3 separate regions of the Mus musculus genome follow, and regions 2 and 3 are each linked to region 1. A link is a contact called in public Micro-C and promoter capture Hi-C data. All regions are on one chromosome and are shown on one strand. The core of a region is the stretch at or near the end of the contact, and the rest is flanking DNA. Distances in the headings are between cores, read along the strand shown. Region 1 holds the start of Vldlr (very low density lipoprotein receptor). Region 2 holds the start of Foxd4 (forkhead box D4). Region 3 holds the start of Insl6 (insulin-like 6).

The links. Promoter capture Hi-C pulls out the DNA fragments that hold promoters and counts their contacts. Hi-C and Micro-C count contacts between places; a contact is called where the count stands out from the background.
Region 2: a contact with region 1 is called in a Micro-C map of embryonic stem cells, with 12 times the contacts expected there. A contact is called at or near these places in 1 of 39 promoter capture datasets (embryonic stem cells) and 2 of 484 Hi-C or Micro-C datasets (both in embryonic stem cells).
Region 3: a promoter capture Hi-C map of embryonic stem cells shows a contact between it and region 1, with 3 times the contacts expected there. A contact is called at or near these places in 1 of 39 promoter capture datasets (embryonic stem cells) and 1 of 130 datasets of targeted methods (astrocytes).

What each region holds. Positions count from the first base shown.
Region 1 is chr19:27,214,739-27,219,173 of GRCm38.p6, forward strand. Vldlr (very low density lipoprotein receptor) reads left to right here and starts at 2,282. Exons shown (of 18, transcript NM_001161420.1): 1 at 2,282-2,958. The coding sequence starts at 2,877. The region is part of intron 3 of Gm35438 (a long non-coding RNA gene); the gene reads right to left.
Region 2 is chr19:24,898,594-24,903,028 of GRCm38.p6, forward strand. Foxd4 (forkhead box D4) reads right to left here and starts at 2,423. Exons shown (of 1, transcript NM_008022.3): 1 at 350-2,423. The coding sequence starts at 2,241. The coding sequence ends at 907.
Region 3 is chr19:29,323,081-29,327,515 of GRCm38.p6, forward strand. It overlaps Insl6 (insulin-like 6), which reads right to left and starts at 2,238. Exons shown (of 2, transcript NM_013754.1): 1 at 1,965-2,238. The coding sequence starts at 2,235.

The DNA of each region.
Region 1 (4,435 bases), core at 1,032-3,531:
TCCTTATTCATTCATTCATTCATTCATTCATTCATTCATCATTGTGATGGTTCAGATGGAATGGACAACCTTTGCATGCTAGGCAAGCAATCCACCACTGAGTAACAGCCTCAGCCACAGCTACAGTCGCATCTCTGTATTCTACAGCATCTGAAACAACTTTGGAACACAGTGCCGCATGTAAAACAGTGCTGTAATTTTCAACATGTCTCTCTTACCTTGACCAGCTCCCATGGCCTCCTCAGCTAAGTATTGACCCATGGCGGTTGCCTTACATAGCATAGAACCCAGCACTGCTCAGTGTGTGTGCTGTTTGGACACACTAGTTCACTCGGTGGATTGTGGAAGTAAATAGCACTACTCACATAGTTACCTGAAGGCCTCTGTTCGTTTGCCCACGTTATCTACTCGAGATTAATTTATTCTCTTAGTTATCAGTTACTCTCTATGTTAATTATATGCATTCGTCCTTTGGAACTTCTTTCAGCCTCTAATAGGTTGGTCTGAAAGAGACCTGCTTCTTGAGGCCACAGATGATTTTGAGTATCATGTGGGTTGTTTCTGATTTCAGTTTACAGGTCAGATGGCAGGCACAGAAAAGGGAGTGGTTTGTTTTTATCCTTTGAAGTTACACAGAGGCAGAGGCAGTCGAATGATAGACCAAAAAAGCCACCAGGTTGAGTGTAGAGCCATAACTTGGCTTACCAACAGTTTATTTATGCTAGAAAGCATAATACATGTTTGTCAAAGTTAAGTCTTATGTGCCGTATCAATGTTTCCCTTGTCGTGTACCTTTCTCTCTCAAGTAAAACATTGAAAACAAGCTTGTGACGTCTCAGTTAACTATGGAGCCTGTTCATATTGACTATTTATTGACTTCACCTATGTCCCCCACCCATTTCATCAGGTGTAAAGTGACTATGAGCTTTTCAAGCCCCAGGGATACGAAAGTTAGACCATCCCCCTCAAACTTGGTCTGTGGACTGGTACTGGCTGTGATCACGTGTTCACCATGCAGTTTCCGCCCATCTCCTACCCTCTGATTATACACAACAGCATCCACAGTGAGCAGCTTTGAAAGACCCCATCTGCATGTGAGATTATCCATCACAATGAGGCTAAATTACACCGATCAAAATGTACCCTGGCTGAGAATTACCCCCAGGGTCTCCTGGGTACATGAGAACATCTCTCCTAGTAGACTGTCCCCAGAGAACTGCTCAAGAGAACCAAGGTGACATTACAATGCCAGAAGGAAGCTAGGACATGGAATCTGAAATCTGTCAACTTTGATTCATTCGAGGTACAGCAACTTATAAAACAGAAGCACATACACACATATTAACAGGTGAAATAATTTGGAAAAATCTGTGGTATACCACAGAAAGCATCTCAACCAAGGCGATGTGTTCAAGAAAACTGAAGTACACTAAGAACAAACCATAAACTTAGGTCCTGTCTGGCACCCACCTCCCTCCAATCTATCCTCTCTGGGAGGGTTGACTTCTTTCCCTCCACAATGCTTATAATTGAACGTTACAAACTATACCAAGAATAAATCTACCGGGGTCCCCTTCCTCCAACCAGAAAAAGGTTAAGCTTTTAATTACAGGCCCTCAAACTATCATTTTGTGCAATTAGCAATTAACTCTAATCGTTGATGAGAGAATGCAGAGCTGCGCTGGCAATTTCCCTCCTCCCCATCCCAGACTCGGTTATTTTAGTCTTGTTCTATTACAGAGGACAAGCCACAACCGCGGGAGCGCTCTTGTTCTTTCTCTCTTTCTCTTTCACACACTCTTACTTAAAGCCACATTTAATTTTTAACAAAATGGCATCTCAGCTTGCCATTGAGATGGGACTCCGAACCCCACAGCAGAACAGCGGAGCTTTCGCACCCCTCCTCTTCATCACTTTCAGGTTGGAAAGAAGAGTCCCCCGGAAGATGCTACCTACCGACCTCACTACATCAGCCCTTCCTAGGGGCTCAGGAGAGGGAGGAAAAGGGTTCCTTGCTGCCCCCCAGACCCCTCAACTGCCAGCCCCATCAAGCCTGGAGGCGGTGGCAAGAGCAGCAATAGTTGCATCAGCGCTCCTAGCCAAGGCGCCAGGAGGGTACAGTAGCAACTGTAGGGAGCTAGGGAGCGCACAGCTGCTGCGGCCGCAGGTTCCCTGGATCAGGAAATTAGGACAGGCACCCGGGATTGGAGGTGAGGACGGTGCGCGAGCCAACCAGCGGCCGCCCCGGGTCCCCCGTGAGCCCCGGGCCAACGCGCGGAGCAGTCGAGCCCCTGGAGCCATCCGGATGGCGGCGGCGACAGCCCCAGCCCCAGCCACTCACGCACGCACGCTGCCACTTGCCCCCGCACCCTCCTCACTGCGCGCGGGAGAGCGGTGCGTGCCTGAGCTGCTGGGCTGAGCTCCCCCGCTGGGGTCCCCGCGCCGCTCGGCCGCGCTCCTGCGGCCGCCCGGGTGGTTGCCCCCAAACCGCTCACTTGAGCTGTCCTCGGTGGCGAACGGGCTCCCCGCCCCCTCCTCCCGCGCCGTTCCCTCCCCTCTCCCTCCCCTTCTCTGCAACGCCTGCATTATTTTCCGCCCGCAGGGTCCGCGCGCACACCGCGGCCGCGGCGGGGGAGGTGACCGGGTGGGTGGTTGGGTGGGTGGCTGGCGGGGAGTAGAGTGTGCAAGTTGCAGGGAAAGGGTGCCCGCTCCTTGCGTGCTCTCCGTGCTCCCGGCTCTTCACTCCTTCCCCCTCCTCCTCGTCTCCTCCCTCCCCGCCCCCACCTCCTTCTTCCTCTCCGAAGGGCTGGTAACTTGTTGTGCGGAGCGAACGGCGACAACGACGGCGCGACGGAGGCACCATCCGGGCGGGCAGCATGGGCACGTCCGCGCGCTGGGCGCTGTGGCTGCTGCTCGCGCTGTGCTGGGCGCCCCGGGACAGCGGCGCCACTGCAAGCGGTGAGTGGGGACGCGCCCCTCCGCACTCGGCCCGAAACAAGCCGAGGCGTCCGCGATCGCCGCGTTCTGGGGGACCCCGGGGCTCCTCTTGCCCATCCCCTCCTAGCAGGCGCCTCTCCACGCTCCTCTCCTGCCTCCCCTCCCCACCCGGGTGGCGCCTCTGAGCTGTCAGAGCCGAGGTTACTGGGAGCCAGGCCCGGGGGACGGTGGGGTTTAGGGTGTCCTAAAGCGTCCCTTGAACTTGTTGTCATTCTTCTGTGTCCCCCTTCTTCCCAGAACCTCTGTTTTACATGGTTTTCACCCCCCATTGACAAGGGCTAGGGGATGTGGGCTTTGGAGCCACTGAACAATGGTTCTGCCTCCTCTGCCAGGCGGGCTGTTAGGACCGTGGCAGAGCACGGGGCCTGGAAGCCCGAGTGCGCCCCTCAGACTTAAGCAGGGTTGAGAGCGCACAGTGGGTGAAGGTGGGCGTCTCCGAGGACACCGGGCGCCAGGTGCCGGCCGAGCCGGGAGTCCTCGCGCTGCCGTGAGCAAGCGCACGTTCGGTGGGCGGCAGCCTGGAGGCCGAGCCATGACAAGTACGCAGCCTGCGCCCGGGACTGAGACTCCCCAGGCGCCGGGCCGTCTCTCGGGCTCCAAGAGTGGCTTTCAACTGGACTGTCCTCCGAGTGCTTTTCTTTCTCCCATCCCCGGGGATTCCGCAGCTACTGCGGCTTTTAAAAACCTCTGGGGTCTCTGAGATAACTGAACGGGGGAGGGGAGTGGGATCAAGACTTAATCAGGTTACTTTGCCGAGCCTCATTCTGGGCAACACTTTCCCCCAGAGAAACTGAGTCCCAGTGTAGTGACTGTAATTAGCCTTTATTCTGCACAATACGGCCCGAAGGTGTGGAGCTGGAGCGTGTGACTGGAGCTTGGGGAGGGCGGGGTGACTACTGTCGAGTCCCAGGGGGTCGGCACACTGGCTTTGGAGCCCTGTGTGTTTCCAGCACCCCATCTTGGGTCACACAACTTTCCAGAGCAGGTGATAAGATGCCTTCCTAACAAGGTCCGCGTCTGATCCTTGGCGGGCCACTGAAGAGGTCTTAGAGGTCTTAAGAGGTGACACCAAAGTGCTTGCTTGCCAACCAGCTCTAGGTAATTAGGGCAGAACGCTGTCCCAGCTCTAAATAGTCCACAATCCACATCTCCTGTCGCCGGGTAGCTTAGAAGGCCCGCCTGCGTGCGGTCACGTGTGTCCTGGAGTGAGAGCGAACTTTCAAGTGTGTGGTCAAGCTGTCTGTCGAGCTATGCTGGGGTGTTTAAGTCTCCCAGCGCCCCTGGGCCTTTGGTTCCGCTGTCCGGAGCGTGAGAAGCTGGGCAGGGCTTTTCTGCCCCATGCGATTGGCTGGTAGCTGGATTGCGTTTAGCTTGGTCACGTGTCTACGCGGAGTTAATTGAGCTGCCCCAGCTGGGTTACCTTTAAGATCAGCCAGGC
Region 2 (4,435 bases), core at 1,173-3,672, 2.3 Mb before region 1:
ACCTCAGAAAAACAACTTGAGAAAAATAGCGCACAAGCTCAGCGTTATTGGGCACGCTAAGAATTCTGGAAACTGAAATAGGAAGATCGCTAGTTCCAGGCCACCAAAGGCTGCACAGCGAAACTCTCCTTTGAAAAACCTAAATTTAATTCGTTAGAATTAAAACTAGTTTATAAGATAAACTTTGGCCCTCAAATAGTTGGAACTTTTAAAGCCCATATTTAAAACGTGTCGTCCCCGATTTCTCTAATGGATATAAATCATAAAAACGAATTGTGAGATAAGAATAGAAATTTTTTTAAAATTTCATTTATGAAAGCAAATAACGAGACATAGGAAACAAGCGATGTAGCATTGTAGTTTCGTATTTTATTCAATCTCTATAACTAGGCTTAGTTTTAACACTCCCCGTTGGAGTAGGACACGTCGTATATACAAGAGATAAATGTTATGAAATTACCCTATTTGTATTACCTACGGGTTTCGGAGCATGTACGCATTCGCAGTCGCAGTCGCCACTGGGAACACTGGCAGTTCCTAAGCAATGTGGATGGTGATGTTTTGTATTGCAGACTGTTTTGTTTTTATTAACAGCAAAACACCTCACTCACTTTCATAGTCATAGGTCCTCGGGAAGTATGTAAGTCGGGAAAACCGTGGAAGCCACAACCGAAGCGGACAAGACCAAGCAAGACTTGTAGATCCAGGATTTTCCCACTTTTGTGTTGTCAAGCGAGCAGAACACATTTGTAACAATTTGGAAGGACTTAGTGCGCACTCCGCTGCTGGCTTTCTACGCACAAGCCTAGCAGGCGGGTGGTGCAAACCTAGAAAGTGGTTCCATTTTGCCACTTGGCTCCAGGTGTGCCAAGGCGACCCAGCCTGGAGGCTGGGCCTGGGTGCTGCTTAAAATTCGGGCAAGGTCCCCTCTCGGCCCGAAAGAGCGGCCAGGGTTGTCAGCCTACCGTCGTCAGCTGCAGGCTGTTGCCTCAGCAGCGCCGCAACGGCGGACAGGTGCTGGCCTAACCGCACGCCTTTACCGGGAGCGCAGCTAATGGCACAGTGATGCTGTTCTTGCTGCAGCGGCAGCGGCGGTTGCGGCTGCTGAGGCAATATTGTCCGGGAACCTGCGGACATGTGAAACAAAGGGGAAGCGGCCTGGGGGTGCAGCAGGCACGGTGGATGTTGCAGCAGGTGGCAGTAGCTCCACGGAGCAAAGGACGGACTCTGCGCAGACCCAGTTCCTCCTCCTGTAACCCCCTGCATGATGCTCTCGATGGTGAACGAAGCGCACCCGCGTCCGGACCGAGTTCCAGAGCTCTGGTCTCTCTCCCAAGGCTGGGAACCCAGTACGGGCTGCAGCGCGGGAATGGCTAAGGGGGTGGCGGGGTCCGCGCCTTCCGCTTTTCTAGGGTTGTCGCCATAGGCCGGGGCCGCGAGCAGCAGGTAGCGCATGGGATGCGGATGCAGCGGGGCGCACGGGTGACTCCGAGGCGGGGCAGCGGGATGAGCTGCGAGGTTAGGCTGTGGTGGGGCAGAGTAGCGGAGCAGGAGGCTGGGCTGGGAGACGTGCAGGGTGGCGGGCACAGCGGGTGGAGGGAAAGGGCAGTGCGGGTGGCCTCCCGAGGGCGGGTGGTGGCGCTTGAAGCGCTTCCTGCGCCGGAGGAAGCTGCCGTTGTCGAACATGTCCTGGGAGGCGGGGTCCAGGCTCCAATAGTTGCCCTTGCCCGGGTGGCCCGGCTCGCGAGGGATCTTGACGAAGCAGTCGTTGAGCGACAGGTTGTGGCGGATGCTGTTCTGCCAGGCGGGGAACTTACGGCGGTAATAGGGGAAGCGGCCGCTGATGAAGGCGCAGATACCGCTGAGCGTCAGGCGCTTGTGCGGGCTCTGCAGGATGGCCATGGTGATGAGCGCGATGTAGGAGTACGGGGGTTTGGCGGGCTGCGGGCCGTCGGCTGTGGTGGTCGCCGGGGTCCGTGGTGCTCGGAACTTGCGGAGGAACCCGGAGGAGTTACTCAGATCGCCGCAGTCCCCCGCGCTCCTCCCTGCAAGAGTGCGGGCTCCGGGCCTCTGCAGGGATCGCTCCAGGCACTTATGGCTCTCCTCCTCGTCATCCTCTTCTTCCGTCTGATCTCCATCTTCCTCCTCTGCCAGCACGTCGATCTCCACCTCATCCTGGTCGGAACTTAGAGGACTGGGCGGTGGAGTGGAACGAAGGTGCCCAGCTCTTGCTGAGTTCATGGAGGATAGGAGGGAAGAGGGAGAGGAGGGGACGGACGTGGGGGCAGCTCACCTGGTTTGGGATGGGTGAGTTAGCAAGGATGAGTCTGCTGGGAAACTGGAGCGCTCCTAGGTTAGGCTTCCTTGTTCTTTTCTGCTTTTTCTTTCTAACACCCTTTGGCAAGGAGCACTTGGTGTTTTAAGTTTCTCTGAGAAGTGCGCAGCTATATATCCTTCTTTGCCGTTCCTCGGGCTGGAGCCACGTCCTCCTGACGCGGTCCAATGATGGGGGGTCCTTGGTCCCTCCTCTTCACAACCATCCACTACGGAGGATGGTTTAATCAGCCAAAGTGCTCTGACATTGTGCGGGCTCTGTTGATGTTTCTCTAAAGCTGCACAAATAAAAATCAAGAGGGAAAACATGATACACAACGACGATGTGGGACCACGTCGACATTTAGACCTTCCCAGTACTGACTTTGGCGAGTAATGAGATGTATCTCAAACAGAATGGCACACTGACTTAAAGCTATATGCCCCCATTCCAGAGAAATGGCTCCTTCCCTCCTCGTAAACTTCACCAAATAATCCCGTGACTCGATTTCCCTAAAAACTAAAGCATCCTAGCATAAACTGTGGAAGTTCAGTGTGGACTTTAAAAGGAAAAAAAAAAAAAGTATTTTCTTAGTCTCTTTTCCTCCAGCTTCTTTTACTATTTAGCCAGCGGAGCAAAGGTGCAAATTATTTTTTCACGTTCAGACAGGGATGCCTAGAAGAGGCTTCAGAAAGCAACACACTAGCACCACAGAGGCAACTGGTATCTTCATCTTCTTTTCCTTCGTTGTCTTTACCAACTACATTGATTTCACTACACAAATACTGTTTCCCCCAAAGTAATTTTATAAAGAAAGGAATGCCCTCACTATATGAGTGCATCTACCTGCTTGGCTTTGTCCCCTACCCCTCCCCCCAACCCGAACATCCATCCAGAAACACAAGTGCTTTACTGTGGTAATAACAATAAATCGAGGAAGGGCGGGGTTGCAGTGTCCCTGACACTAGATAGTCCAGAGGTCCATGGTAAGGCATCCACACTGCAGAGCAGGACAGGGACCCCAGGACTTGCTTGAAGGCTTTGGAGTACCTAAGCTTTTAGATTGGTTTCATGTGAGTTAGCCCAGCAGCTAAAGTAACAATATGGTAGAGTATGTCTGTTACATAAATAGGGATTGCATAGCAAAATACAAAGTACATATTGGGGGAATTGGGAAGGTGAAATCTAAAAAGATGCACTAGGAAAGGATGAAAGTTGTGCCACCTTCAACGTTTATGTTTGTGATTGTGACCTTTATTGAGAAATCAGAAACTGACTACCAAAAATAGCTCATCGCCTTTGGGATTAAAGTAGTTTAAAGAAGTTAGCATCTTTTGGAGAGCAGCTCCCTTGCCAGCCTTTGAGTTAAGCTGCATTGCTCTGTGGAGGGTTTTACCCTCCAAGGCTCTCTATTGTGTGCAGCTTGAGGTAGGACAAACAACAGATCTGAGCCTCACAGATTTGTGTTTAAATCCAAAATTGACCAATGACTATTTGTGTGATTTTAAACTGCAGGAGGGCCGGCAGGTGTCTCATTCAATCTGCTGGCCCCAGATGCTGCCCTCACCCCCTGCTGGAGAGACTCGGTTCCCCTTTTCTGATTATCTGTGTGAGAGAGAGTATTGTTGGTTTTCCTAAAGTCAACTGCTAGGGGGATTTGGGTTATTTACAAATGAAAGGGTGTAAGAATGTGCTCAAAAACAAAACAAACCCCCCACATTCTGGGGCTAATCTCAAAGGTGACTCAGGAGCCAACTAAAGATCTCCCTGTGGCCAACGCTGGGGCAAACCGAACAGTCAACTTAGCTGGTTATAACTCAATGTCTAAAATGTATTTGTGTGTTCACGTTGCTAAGAATAACTGGTTAAATCAATAAAGGAAATCTCTTGTAGAATTTCAAATAACTCACGTAGTTACTCAAGATGGAGTCTAATTCCCAACTACTTAACATGAGATTTTCTCCCAAAAAGTCCAATAGAAAAAGGGACAGGGTAGCCTTTCCTGTGGAGAAATCTGATCAAACCTCAGCCAGGAGATGAAGGCCAACCCCAACTCCGCTGCAGCACAATGATGTGTAGTTGCTTGATGTAATGTCAATGGCAATCCAAAGCCTAACTGAA
Region 3 (4,435 bases), core at 988-3,487, 2.1 Mb after region 1:
CCGCCAAGGCTTTAACCAGAGATTCAGCTCTGTGAGCTGCACTCTGCATCCTGTAACCCCACTGTAAGCTCAAAGAAGGAAATCTTTATGGGGGAGGATAATCCATGGTGTGTGGGGAAACTAATTGGCTCAGTCACATTTCTGTAGTTTGAAATTAGAAGAGAAGGAGGAGGAGGAGGAGGAGGAGGAAGAGGAGGAGAAAGCAGAGACAGAGGAGGAAGACGAGGTGGTGGAGGAGAAAGAGAGAGAGAGAAGGTGGAAGAAGGAGGGGAGGAGGAAGAGGAGAAAGAGTGAGTTTCAAGACTGAAAAGATTGCATGAGGCTTGTCATAGAATAAAGGAACACAAATACAAATGGGCAAAAAGAAGGAGAGGGACGAGGAGGAGGAAGAAAAGGGAAAGAAGGGAAATAGAGGAGGTCAGAGTCTGCGTGGATTCTTGGCCTTTCTGAATCTATCACTGGGTCTTTCTTTCCAACCCCCACTTGCAGTGTGAGGTTTTGCCAGGCTCGCTCTGTCCCCTGAAGCTGGAGGGCGTGGCTTCCCGTCCTTTTCTGCTATTACAGTGAGTAAGACAGAGTTATAACTAAACAAAAAAAGCAAAGATTAAAGGGAGCAAAATGCAGTAAGAAAAGAGGAAATAGTCTAGGTAATACATGGTTATTAATTCTGTAACATTTGAAATCAAACAGAAATGAATTCCTATGAAAATCTTGACAGACACAGATATATGAAAGCTACGCACATCGATGACAAAGAGATCGAAAGCAAAACTAGTCACACATAGATGGTTTTAGGGGTGAATTCCACCTAGTTGCAAAGGAAAGTAGTTTACAAGCAGTTCCACTTCATTTTATGACTCTCATTAATTCCTTATTTCCAAGTCAAGTAAGAACATTGATTTTTTTTTAAAGTTCTGATAAGTTGCTTCACTTACAAACACTGCTTTGAAAAAAACTATAAAATTAGTTAAGGGAATCTACAAACACATTTTACAACATAGGAGAAAGGCTAATATCAGAATGGCAAGGGTAGGTCAAGACCACGAGATCTCTATGCAATTCAGCACGCTAGTTCACCTTCAGTGCTGCTGCAAACCACAGAGAAGCTTCATCTGTCCCCATACTACAATCTACCTATCTGCATCGATGAGCTATCCATGCCGAGACTCATCTCATCCGCCCTTGTCCTTCCCTGTGCCCTTTATTAAGTTTTCACTTCACATGAATTGCTCCGTTGGCTTTGCTCTCCCTCTCTCAGCCCTTCTGGACGAACCTTACTGCCCTACGCTGTTGCTTCTTTTCCCCTCCTGTTCAGCACATCCTGACCTCCTCGCTCTTCCCCGTATAATTCAGACAGCAGTGTCTTTCCCCTAAATAAACTTTTCCTCTAAATAAACGCCCCCAATCCCATCCCATCCTATCTATGTGACTAGTTCCTCATCACCTATATCTATCTTCTGACAATGCCCCCGACAGTGGTTAATTTCAAATGAGCAAGAATTTATTTGACTCGTGATTTGAAGATGCTCCAGGGTCCAAGGACTTTTCCTGTAGCATCATCCCATAGCGGAGGTGCCGGAAAAGGAGGATGAAGTGATCTTGCAACAGATTCACTCAGGACAATCCACTTCTGTGATAATGGCCTGACTCCGTTTCAAGAAAATTTAATTCCCTCACTTCACTTCCTAACGCTGCCCTGGAGATTAAGCTTATAACACACGGAATTTGGGGTATACATGAAACCTAAGGCCATCTTTTTAATAAGGCCTACTCTGAACAAATTATTTCTTCTAAGTCTAAAGTGAACTTCATATAAGTCTGTATGGTTTTTAAAACTGTATTCACACGTACACTAGGTACAAATTCTATTTCCTACAGAAATTCACTGGCAGAGCAAAGTCAAGGATAAGAAAAGAGGAGTTTGCACACTGATAAGCTACCAAGCCTTCCCTTCAGAGTTTTACCTGGGTTTGTGAATCTTCTCCAGGCGGAGGAAGAAGGGTGAGGGTTGAAGGCTTTGCCCTTGCGTGAGTAGTGGGGAAAGAACTGTGTCATAGGACTTTGCTCCTCCATCTCGAACCGGCTCCAGTCACTTTGGCCACAGAGTTTTATAACTTCTATCAGCAGGTGCCTGCCGCACAGCTTCCTGGGTCTGGATTCCTCTTCCTCTTCCCTGGAGAAAGGAGTCAGTAGGAGTCCAAGCCACAACAGACAAGAACAGCACAGCTGCTTCATCCCTGGGCTCCGCCACAGGGCCGGGCGCGCTGCAACGGCCGTCGCCCCGCCCCCGCCCCGCCCCGCCCCGCCCCGCCTTCGCCACCCACCACGCCCCCAGCCACGCCCCTCTCCGCACCGCCCTCGGGTTGCCCTCCCTCGCAGGCAATCTTCTCCAGAACACTTTGGTTAGGTGCGGGGTGTTCCAGGCTTACATGGACTTCCGGCTTGCAGAAAGTTGAAATTAACAGGCTCTTTTGGCCTCAGAAATGCAAGTTTTAAAATGTCTTCTTTTCCTAACTTTATTCATTCATTTTCCTTGTCGTCAAAGTTGAAATTAACAGGCTCTTTTGGCCTCAGAAATGCAAGTTTTAAAATGTCTTCTTTCTCTGACTTTATTCATTCATTTTCCTTGTCGTGCGCTCCAAGAAACTGCCTCATGAAATATGAGAACCTAGGACTCTGAGATGCAGCATCCCCCCCACACCTGGAATGTGATCTTCTTTTTGCCTAGTGTTTACAGGAGCCATTTCTTCCCTTCGGAGAAACTTATCTCCTTCATGGATTATATTTTTTAACTTTAAAAAATTGGTACTGGAACTAGAGAGATGTCTTGGCAGTTAGGAGAACTTGCTCTTGCCGAGGATCCGGGGTCGCTTCCCTGTACCAACAAAGCAGCACATGGTAGTCTGTAACTCCGGTTCAGTACCAGTCATACTCGTGGTGCATATACAGACATGCAAGCAAACACTCATACATATCAAATAAAATAAATAAACCCTTTTTAAAAATTACTCATTCCATCGCGGTGTCTTCTCACATCTATCGCACTGTACTTCACTCTCTCTTACTCGCCTCCCTTAACCACCCTCTCCCAGTTCCTGCCTTTAGTAATTCCCCTTTTTGCTTTTTTTTAATTACATGTCCTCTATTAATTGATTGCCTCCTACCTTCTTTAAGCACTCATCCCTCTCGGAATCCCTTTTGTAGTTTCATGACCTACAAACACAAACATTTAAGCATACACATATATAAACACACAAATACATAGTTTTAAGTCTAGATTCTACATGTACATAAAAGCATCATTTAGTATCCGGTTCCCGGTAAAAATTGCCTTAATTTATTTATATGAGCACATTCTTTTTTACAATAAATTATCATCACCATTATTATTATTATATTATTATTATTATTATGATGTTTATTTACTGCTGATGTGTGTGTATAAGTTGGATCCAGTTCTCTCCATGCACCATATGGGACCCCAAGATCGTTGTCACATTGTCAGGCTTGGCAGCAAGTGCCTTAACCCGCGAAAGCATCCCACTGCCTGGGAATGCATTCTTAACTGCTACACACTATTATTAGCAGGATAATGGCTGAATGGATTTATTTAACTGAAAAAAAATTATTTGCATGCCTAATTTTGAGTGAATAAGTTCTAATATTATAAAATTAATTTCAGATGTATTTACTAGAATCCCATACTATTAATTTTACTCCAGAACATTGTCATAAAATATTTGTCTTTCTGAATCAAATGTACTTTATTTAACATAATATACACTTGTATCCATTTTCCTACAAAGGTCATAATTTTGTGGGTTTTTTCTTCATAAATGTATTCAAATTTCATTGTGCATATGTACCACATTTCTTTTTTTTTAATTGGCTTTTATATTTAAATATATGTATGGGTATGTGTAGTGCCTATTGAAGCCATAAGAGGGTGTCAGATCAAATGGTTACCTGACATGGGTGCTGGGAACCAAACTCAGGTTCTCTGAAGGAGCAACAAGTGCTCTTAACCCTGGAGCTCGGCGCATTATCAGCACCCAACCAATGGTGAAGGACGTCTCCGCTGGCCCCACTTCCTAGCTACCGTGAACAGTGCAGCAATACAAATGTGTATGAGTGTCTCTGGGACGGGTTGACTTAGAGCCCCTGTAGTTCCCAAGCTCTGCAGCGCTCCTTCTCTTTAGATTCTTCAGGAGCGGCCATGCGGGCAGCATGTATCTGTATTCTCACCGGCAGGGAACACACATTCTTGTTTCCTCACAGCGTTGCCAGCATTTGCAGTCCCGTGCTTTGTTTATTGATAACAGCTATTCTAACTAGAGTGATGTGGACTCTCAACTCCTTTATTAATTGTATTTCGCTGGTGGGTAAGAATGTTCAAGTATTGTTTTTTTGTAGTCATTTGCATTTCTCCTTTTGA